2 separate regions of the Mus musculus genome follow, and region 1 is linked to region 2. The links are chromatin contacts, called in public Hi-C maps. All regions are on one chromosome and are shown on one strand. The core of a region is the stretch at or near the end of the contact, and the rest is flanking DNA. Distances in the headings are between cores, read along the strand shown.

Region 1 (4,712 bases), core at 1,072-3,571, 140 kb after region 2:
GTTTGAGTCCAGTCTGGGACACCTGAGACCCTAACTTTGTAGCTAAACACTGCGACCAAGTTGCAACCAAGTATCTTTTTGTGTAGGTGGTTGTGGTATATGTGCGAGTGCATGCATGCATGGTCCAGTGTTTGTAGATGCCTGTGTGCATGCATTTGGAAGCCCAAAGCTGAAGTTTGGTGTCTCCATTTATTTATTGTAGCAGGGTCTCTCACTGAAGCTGGAGCTCACTACAGCTACCCTAGCTAGTCAGCCTGTCCTAAGAATCCACCTCTGCCTCCCGAATGCTGGTAGTGCTAGATGAAGGCTAGGCCTACCCACCTTTTGTATGGGTTCTTGAGACAGGGACTACTTCTTCAGTGAGCCATGCCCCTCCCCACCTCTGTCTAGCCTTCTACTATTATCTTCCATTGTTAGTAAACAGCTACGTTTAGGAAACACAACTCCATACTAATTGTGAGAAACAGGAAGCAACACTTTTATTTCCAAACTAACCCAGACAAAAGCCCAACATTGAGTCATTCTGAGCTTCTTAGGACACCCTAAGTATTTTAAGGAAGACATTTATACAAGACTCCCACCTGGGGAAAGTCCACATCTGTGCCACTCTTTAAAATGGAAGATGTTTGTTTTTAATTGATTACTTATTTATCTTTTAGGCAGTTTTGGTGTAACATGAAATAGAATAAAGCATCATTTTTCTAATTATTATTCAAGATCGAAGTAAAAGAGGAAATACCTATATAACGATTTACCTTTATTGCTTGTATTTTTATTGGCCTTCTGTGTCTAAAAATAAATTAGAATTTTTTCTCCAATTACTCCAAGTACAAGTATAATCTAAATGTGCAATAATGAACTTCACACTACAGAGTGAGAGTCTAAGGTGCAAGTGGTGGCTTAGTTCAAAAACTTGCAAAGAAGAGTTCTTAGTCTATTCAAAAACTGAAGTGTAACTTTATGTGTCTTACACAGTCTTCTTCATTGCTAAGAATTAACTGCAAAAGTATTATAAAAGTCCTTTAAATGTAAGTTCTTAAGAAAACAGCAAACAGGCACGTGCAGGGGTTAAAATCGGCTTTCCCGTTGCCTGTATTTTCCCTTTCATTCTGTACTTTCAGATGCCTGACTGAGGTCATCTTGCTAGTCCATCAGCCAAAAGTAGTCCCTGGGGTTGTTTTCTTCCTTAGATTGTTACCAGGTGGGTGGACCTAAGTCTTACCATCTGATTAAAACTGGGAATTAAGGGCAAGGAGCCAAAAAAGCAAAGCAAAACAAAACAAAACAGAAAGATTCATTCTGCATGGGATACATATATATTAAGAGTCCTGTCCGCACGGCCTCAAGCCGCAGTCCTTTTGACGCGAACACCCTCACACAGTGGGCAAACTTCCACGTGTTCCGGTCCTAGTTTTAAGGACAGAAATCTCCAAAGTACACACCGCGCTTGTTAACGTGTATTCCCTAGATTTTTCTTTCACACCTCATGTCTGACAGTCCATATGATTTTTACCAAAGCCAGGTTAGATAATTTAGATGACACCCTTCTATGCTGTCCACACCCACTGCCTAGACATGTCTCACAAAACCATACTTCAAAATGTAGAAAAAATATACCCCCGGACTGTTTAGTCTACACCCATCCAATGGGTCTCTAGAGACAGTCAACGTGGATCCACGTTAGAAGCATCTCTCAGGCAAACTGCTCCCCTACTTCTTGACAGCTACGCCACCTACCCGTGGAACCTGGGCCTCTGCTTCTGACCATTCTCAGATCACCTCATTCAACCTAGAGGCTAGTGGTAGGAATGGAAAGAACCGAGCAGAAGAAGCTACTCTGCGGGCGATTGGATTTCTTTCGGTGGCTTCTGCAGAGCTAAGGGGGCGGCGTGATCCGCGAGCTTAGCCTCTCGGTTCGGGGTTCGGGCTCTGTGTGGGTGGGCACGGGCAGGCCGGAGAGGCCTCGATGCAGCGACCCGGTACCTCGCAGGCCCAGGCGCCGAGGCCAGTAGCCTTCGGCCGGAGACCGACTCACCTGCCCTCTGCAGAGGCGATGGAGCGCGCGAGGCTCGCGGGGACCCAAATGCGCGGAGGTGGAGACGCTGGACACCGGGGAGGGGTGGCGAAAGCAGGAAAGCGGATTACCTAAGCGAGGATGCAGAGCCCCAAGGAGGATACAGCCTTTCCCAGAGAAACGGAAGAGGCGGAGGAGGGGCGAGAGAGGAGGAAGGGAGTGCCAACGCCTGGAGGTGGTCGCGCTGGGACCTGGCGCAATCCTCCTGTGGCGGGCACAGCCGGAGGGCAAGCCGCCAGGAAAACACCGGAGGTCACCGCAGCGAAGGCGGGGAGGCGCCCTGCCTCTCTTGGCTCCAGCAGTGCAGCCCAGTTTCTGCCAGGTCCCGGCCCCGCCTCTTTCCCCCGGGGCGGGTGGCCTCTTGCTTCTGGGGCGGGCGAGGGCATCCCACGCCAGCCAGCCTGAGTCTGGCCTCCGCGACGTCACAAGTGAAGCTTTGTCAATTTGCTTGAGAGGGCCAGAAAGGTCAGGGTTGCCTCAACCACAGTTCTTGGTGTGCATTGTTTCTTCAGAAGCACCCAAAAAGTCTTTGAGAATATTCCTCCTCCATTCATTTGAACCCTTGGTGTTATGGGTTTGACAGATGGTTTGAAGCTGTGAAGTTGGACTTCCTGCTAGAATGAGTCCCCCTGTTCTAATAGAAGCGTCTAGGTTCCTACATGTTTGTTTAGTCAAAGCAGTGTCTTCTGGACCTTATTAGTTGTGGGTCAAGGCCCAGCCAGGCAAGAAGCACATGTTGGGTGGGAAACTCATCTCTTGCTGCAACCCTTTTAAACTAATGCTCAGTGTGACTTAAAGATATAGTTGGGAGTGGTAGGTGGAAATAGAAATGGGTGGTGATGGACAAAGGGCAGCAAGGGTAAGAATTTTAAAAAGGGCAACATTCAACTTTGGGATAGAAGGGGCTCAGAGTCTCTGTGAGTGCTCTGGGCCCTTCTGTCCTGGTAAGATTTATCCGGCTTCCCTGTGATTTATTCTGTGGCTGGAACTGGGAAGCACTTCAACAATTCTAGCCTGCAGGCTTTCTCATCAACCTCTCCCCAAGCTCCCATTTATTTATGCGCAGTACTGCGATGGCACCTCACCCACTTCCATTCCCCATCCGCCTTCCATTCACTCACAGGTTCAGTGGATTCAGCCTTCTTTCTCACTTTTACTTTGTTTTGTTTTGTTTTTGGTAAGAGTCTCACTTTATAACCCTTGCTGGCCTCAAATTCGCTATCCTCCTGCTTCTGCCTTCTGGGTGCTGGGAGTACAGATGGGTGCTACCATGCCTAGATCCTCATATTGTCCTTTAGTTCCATTCTCTTAAGTCCATTCTTGGTGTTACAGCTGATATTAATTATGAAATCATATCCATGACAGCAAAATCAAGGAATAATATAAATGTGACATTTACCATAAGGAAATGGGAGTAGATTTGTATCTAGGAGCAGAACTGGGGAGGGGCTAGAGTAGGAGCTATGACTCTAGCCCATTTCTCTGCAGGTGCAGAGACCACCCTACAATACGTATCTCACTGGATCACTTGCTTGCTCTGATCTCTATTAACACTTGGAGCAAACTGCTGGTGATCAAGGCACATTTCCTCCTCCTCACTGTCAACTTTGCCACTCACACTTAGTGACCCTTTTACCAAACCGGATCTAGATGTCAATCCACAAACTTTTAGAATTCCATGTTTATGGCTGCCATTGCTATTGCAGCAGTCTCTTGCAGCTCTAACACACAGCTATAAGAGCTGGATAACTGGTAAGTCTTACCTCATAACTGATGAGATGGCACAGCAGGTAAAAGTGCATGCCACCAAGCCTGATGAACTCACTTGGATTTCTGGTACCCACATGGTGAATAGAGAGGACTGACTCCCCAAAATTGTGCTCTGGCCTCCATTTATGCGCCACAGCACACCTGTGTGCTCACATACACACAGTTATAATCATAAAAAATAATTTTTAATTAGGTATTTATTTCAGTTACATTTCCAATGCTATCCCAAAAGTCCCCCACACGATCCCCCACCCATTCCCACTTCTTGGCCCTGGCGTTCCCCTGTACTGAGGCAGATAAAGTTTGTACGACCAATGGGCCTCTTTTTCCACTGATGGCCGACTAAGGCCATCTTCTGATACATATGCAGCTAGAGACACGAGCTCTGGGGGGTACTGGGTAGTTCATATTGTTGTTCCCCCTATAGGGTTGCAGATCCTTTTAGCTCCTTGGGTACTTTCTCTAGCTCCTCCATTGGGGGCCCTGTGATCCATCCAATAGCTGACTGTGAGCATCCACTTCTGTGTTTGCTAGGCTCCGGCCTAGTCTCACAAGAGACAGCTATATCAGGGTCCTTTCAGCAAAATCTTGCTAGTGTATGCAATGGTGTCAGCGTTTGGAGGCTGATTATGGGATGGATCCCTGGATATGGCAGTCTCTAGATGGTTCATCCTTTCGTCTCAGCTCCAAACTGTGTCTCTGTAACTTCTTCCATGGGTGTTTTGTTCCCAGTTCTAAGAAGGGGCAAAGTGTCCACACTTTGGTCTTCGTTCTTCTTGAGTTTCATGTGTTTAGCAAATTGTATCTTATATCTTGGGTATCCTAGGTTTCTGGGCTAATATCCACTTATCAGTGAGTACATATTGTG
Region 2 (4,443 bases), core at 133-2,632:
TCCTTTTCTCTCTCTCTTTTTTGCAATACATTTCTTTGGTTTTTTTTTTATTAGATATTTTCTTTATTTACATTTCAAATGTTATCCCCTTTCCCGGTTTACCCTCAGAAAACCCCCTATTCCCTCCCCCTTCCCCTGCTCACCAACCCACTCACTACTGCTTCCTGGCCCTGGCATTCCCCTACACTGGGACATAGAGCCTTCATAGAACCAAGGGCCTCTCCTCCCATTGATGACAGACAAGGCTGTCCTCTACTACATATGTGGCTGGAGCCATAGGTCCCTCCATGTGTACTCTTTGGTTGGTGGTGTAGTCCCAGGGAGCTCTGGAGGTACTGGTTTGTTCATATTGTTGTTCCTCCAATGGGGCTGCAAACCCCTTCAGCTCCTTGGGTCCATTCTCTAGTTTTTCCATTGGGGACCCTGTGCTCAGTCCAATGGTTGGCTGAGAGCATCCACTTCTGTATTAGTCAGGTACTGGTAGAGCACCTCAGGAGACAGCTATATCAGGCTCCTGTTAACAAGCACTTGTTGGCATCCACAACAGAATCTGGGTTTGGAGACTGTATATGGGATGAATCCCCAGGTGGAGCAGTCTCTGGATGGCCTTGCCTTCAGTCTCTGCTCCACACTTTGTCTATGATTGTTAAGTGACAAGATGCTGAGATGTGTGCTTCACTGTAAAACCCTTTCAGACTTCTAAGTTACAGACAATAGCTTTCCTTTTAACAAACAATAACTTGCTATTATATAATCCAACTTTGTATATATACTTGTAAACTCATTTTCTCTTACCAATGACACATTATATCAGATCTGGGAAAAGCACCTTTAAAGAATGCCTATTTTTGAATTACATAATTACATGACTATAATGATACCTATTCTTTAGTTTAGCGTGGTTTTTTTTTTTCATTGTGAGCAGGGACTATAGTAAATGAGCATGTGTTTTACATAGTCTACTTAGATGAGTAACTGTGAATCTGAGTCATGACAGGACATTAGCCTGGCTAAAGTACACTCACGTCCTTCAAGTTAGGAAATGATACAGCAACACCTAAGAAAGCTAATGAAATTATGCAATCACAGTGATTTAGGAGCCCAGGTTGTCACAGGGCTTCTACTCCAGTATTCTTATCCTGACAATCAAAATCATAACACCAATCACTATTCAGGCTAGCAAAGTTTTAGAATCTAGATAGGGTCATGCACACTAACATGGCAAGAAGCTTTGAACACAGATCAATGCATTCAGTACTCTTGACCCACATGCTAAGAGTCTTTCAGATTTATATCTTGGTGGGAAGCAGTGCCCTGAAGCAACAGAAGGAAGTTGGAAGAGCTTGTCTGAGCAAAGACTTAGGTGGCTCATGGAAAAACAGTAACATGACCCTCAAGGTTTCATTATAAACCACCAGATGCAATAAAAACAACCTAAGAGAGAAAATATAACAGAAGAACCTTTAAAAGATACATCCGGTTTTTTTTTTTATTTTTATTTTTTTTAATTTTAAAACCATCTTTGGAGGGCTGTGCAGCCGAATTTCTTCCTCTTTCTTTGTTTAAACAAGGGTGTGGAAAACATCCAGCCTTGTTTGGCTCAGCACAAGACGGCATTCAGAGCAGCTGAAGAGCCAGCCTCTGCCATCAGAGCTGGAGGTGGACCCTCCCTTCCTTCCGGGGTAGACCCTAATGCAGAAGGTCAGGGCCCAGGGCCACTGTGGTCACTGCAGGAGCAGCAAAGAGGCTGGTCTCTTGCTAGCTGTCAGCTTACCTTGAAGAACTTCCATAGGGAGGACAGTCCAGGCATTTTCCAGGTAGGAAATGTAAATATAGCGAGCTGTATTACAGGCCAGGCCAATGTATAAAACCCTGGAAAAGAAAAATAAATAAATAAATGAGGGAGTATTGAGGGTCAAGTGTGAAACACAAATTGTGAGTATTACTTATTTCACTCTCCAAACCATTCACAATTAAACGGATATGTTCCAAACTTAGGAACAGGATACCTCATGGAAAAACTTAACCACCAGTGTTGGAAGGAGACTGTCCCTATCTTATCTGCCTGCTGCCTTATGCTTAATGTCCCCAAATGCTTAATGTCAAAGCCAGCATCACCCTTCCTAAAAACTTCATTAGTGGCAAAACTGATGCTTTTTCAGATAGTCTGGGCTCACGGCCAGCAATATAATGACATTGCTGGCCTCCTTCCAAGTGGCTGGAGCCTAGACATGGCTGGGTCCATAGTCACTTCACAATGATGGGCAGAGAGGTTAAAGTGGACGGGGGAAGTGTAAAAATGGAAACCTAAGCCTTGAATATATATATGCAGGTCACCAAAGAGTTTCATAAAATTCACATCTTTGAAAGCCAAGCAAGTATGACAAACGATAAACTGGAAATCAAATGTTTTCTCTGGAGTACACTGATTCATGTTTGTCATTTTTAAAATTACCTGTGATATCACATTCTTACAAAACAGATAAATGTACAGCAATCTCTCATATTACTACCGCCAAAAATATAAGTCAATCAAAATGAGCATAGAATAAGACTGTGCAGCACAGATAATTTTCTTAACCTTGAGGCTTTTATTTTCTTTCCTTGAGAGACAGAGGCACAGACAGATAGACAGACAGGCAGGTAGGCAGGCAGGCAGAACATGTGCACATGTTTCCAGGTACACATAGAAACCAGAAAAGAACATCATATCTCCTGGACATGGAGCCACAGGCTGTTGCAAGCTGTCTGCTATGAGTGCTGGGAACCAAGCTCAGGTCCTCTAGAAGCACAGAAAGTGGCCATAGCCACCGAGCCTCCTCCTAGCCTGCTTGCCATGCTCTCTAAGTGGATGAAAACCAGAGTGAAGGAAAACCCACAGGACAATCGGCACCTGCCCTCATCTTGTACAACTGTATTTTTACATTCCCTAAACACTGCCTCTAGCTGGAAGTGATCATAAGTATGCAAGAAAAGACAAAGTCAAAGTGGGAGGTGCAGGGGACAGGGACACACTACTAGAAGGAGCTTATGAGATCCTCAAGGAAGTTCTTTCCATAGAGAGAGGCCTGGGCCATCTAGTTCTACAGATAGTGTGTTCATACTTATGTGGCTTAGTGAATAAAAGCATATAGTTCAGTCTTGTTTGATAAAAATTACTTTTACTTGCTACTAATCTATCAGCCTCTCTCTGTTACCAAAAAAAATGACACAGAAAATTAAGATATAAACCCCTATACAGAAACAGGCCTTTCAGCTTCGTTTTTAAGTTGGAAAGCAGCCCTGTTCATGGTTCCCACTTAGCCTAACTTAGGGATTAGTATTAGGGCATATGAAGTAGACAATTTAGGCTTTCTGCACTACAGTCTATTGCAATTGAACTCCACTGTGGCAATGTGATAGCAGCCACAAATGAATAAGTGTGCCCATACCAACAGCTAGTTAGAAGCACTAGAATTTAAATTTAATATAATTTTCATGAATTCTCTAGCTTTTTCTCAACCACTTTCAAAATGTAGAATTTTTATTTAATTCATGGGCACAAAAAAAACCCACAAAAAACAAAACAAACAAACAAAAAACCAGGATGTAGTCCAGATTTGGCCCTTACGACACAACCTTGACCACTGGCCTAGCTCATTAATTGCTAGCCTTAGCTATAGATCAAATTTACTCTGATAATTTCCAAATGTGTGTGTCAGGACCCATCTCAATAAACAGCACTCTGGGTAAAGCCCAGGTGTGGTACATTAAAAACCTCCAAGGCTGTTCTGATGCTGAGAGAACCACAGGCATGCTTCTCCCAAGTGTCTCCACTTGTATTCCATAAGCCTGTCCTAAGCAAAGTTGCTAACCACCCTCAAACATTCATACTGCCCACCTTTAACCATGCTCTTGAGATGTGAAACTTTATTTGATCCAGGACACAATTCAAAACTCTCAGCTTCAAGTAGCACAATGTTCAGCAGCCAGATTAAAGGTTGCATTATAGTGTGACCTCCAGGTTCTCCATATGTGGAGCGGCAGTCACTAAAGTTACTGGTGTGTACCTTGTGGGACTCTTTGGTCTTCACTGAAACCAACCAGCTTAGTTGCTATGAATTAATTTACCATTACTTCATTCCCTTGGTTCCAAAGTCACAACAGATAGTGTGCTAGATCAAAAAGAGTCCCATAAAGAGAAAAATGAGAATAGTCAGAACAACTTACTCTGTTGCTCTAAAAAAGGATCGTCAGACATCAAATACCGATAATAACATAGTATCCCACACGTTTGTGGTGATCTCACAACACAAGTACTTGATAAGTGGTGGCATTATCATTACTTTAAAAAGTGTGTGTGTTGGGGGGTGATCCAAGAAATGTTTTATTCTCTGACAAAAACTTTATTCCAGGATTCCCGAGGGACCCTCTTAGATTTGTGATTTCAAATGTCCCCCACAG

Evidence for each region. A called contact is a pair of places that touch in the nucleus more often than the background predicts.
Region 1: a contact with region 2 is called in a Hi-C map of the N1E-115 cell line, with 2.4 times the contacts expected there. The contact joins the promoter of Inpp1 here to the enhancer-like site in region 2. A contact is called at or near these places in 2 of 484 Hi-C or Micro-C datasets (the N1E-115 cell line and nephron progenitors), 2 of 115 datasets of contacts at active chromatin or transcription factors (the HPC-7 cell line and pancreatic cancer cells) and 3 of 9 other capture datasets (adipose tissue, liver and macrophages).

The regions. Positions count from the first base shown.
Region 1 is chr1:52,815,367-52,820,078 of GRCm38.p6, forward strand. It overlaps Inpp1 (inositol polyphosphate-1-phosphatase), which reads right to left and starts at 2,322. Exons shown (of 6, transcript NM_008384.2): 1 at 2,036-2,322.
Region 2 is chr1:52,674,704-52,679,146 of GRCm38.p6, forward strand. Mfsd6 (major facilitator superfamily domain containing 6) reads right to left here. Exons shown (of 6, transcript NM_178081.4): 3 at 1,775-1,872. Among named protein-coding and RNA genes, the nearest start is that of Nemp2, 46 kb to the left of the region's middle. Within about 2 kb of position 1,383, at least 39 of the 459 cell types and tissues checked have an H3K27ac peak or open chromatin away from gene starts, as enhancers often do. A contact at or near this core is called in the N1E-115 cell line and adipose tissue, where this site is marked.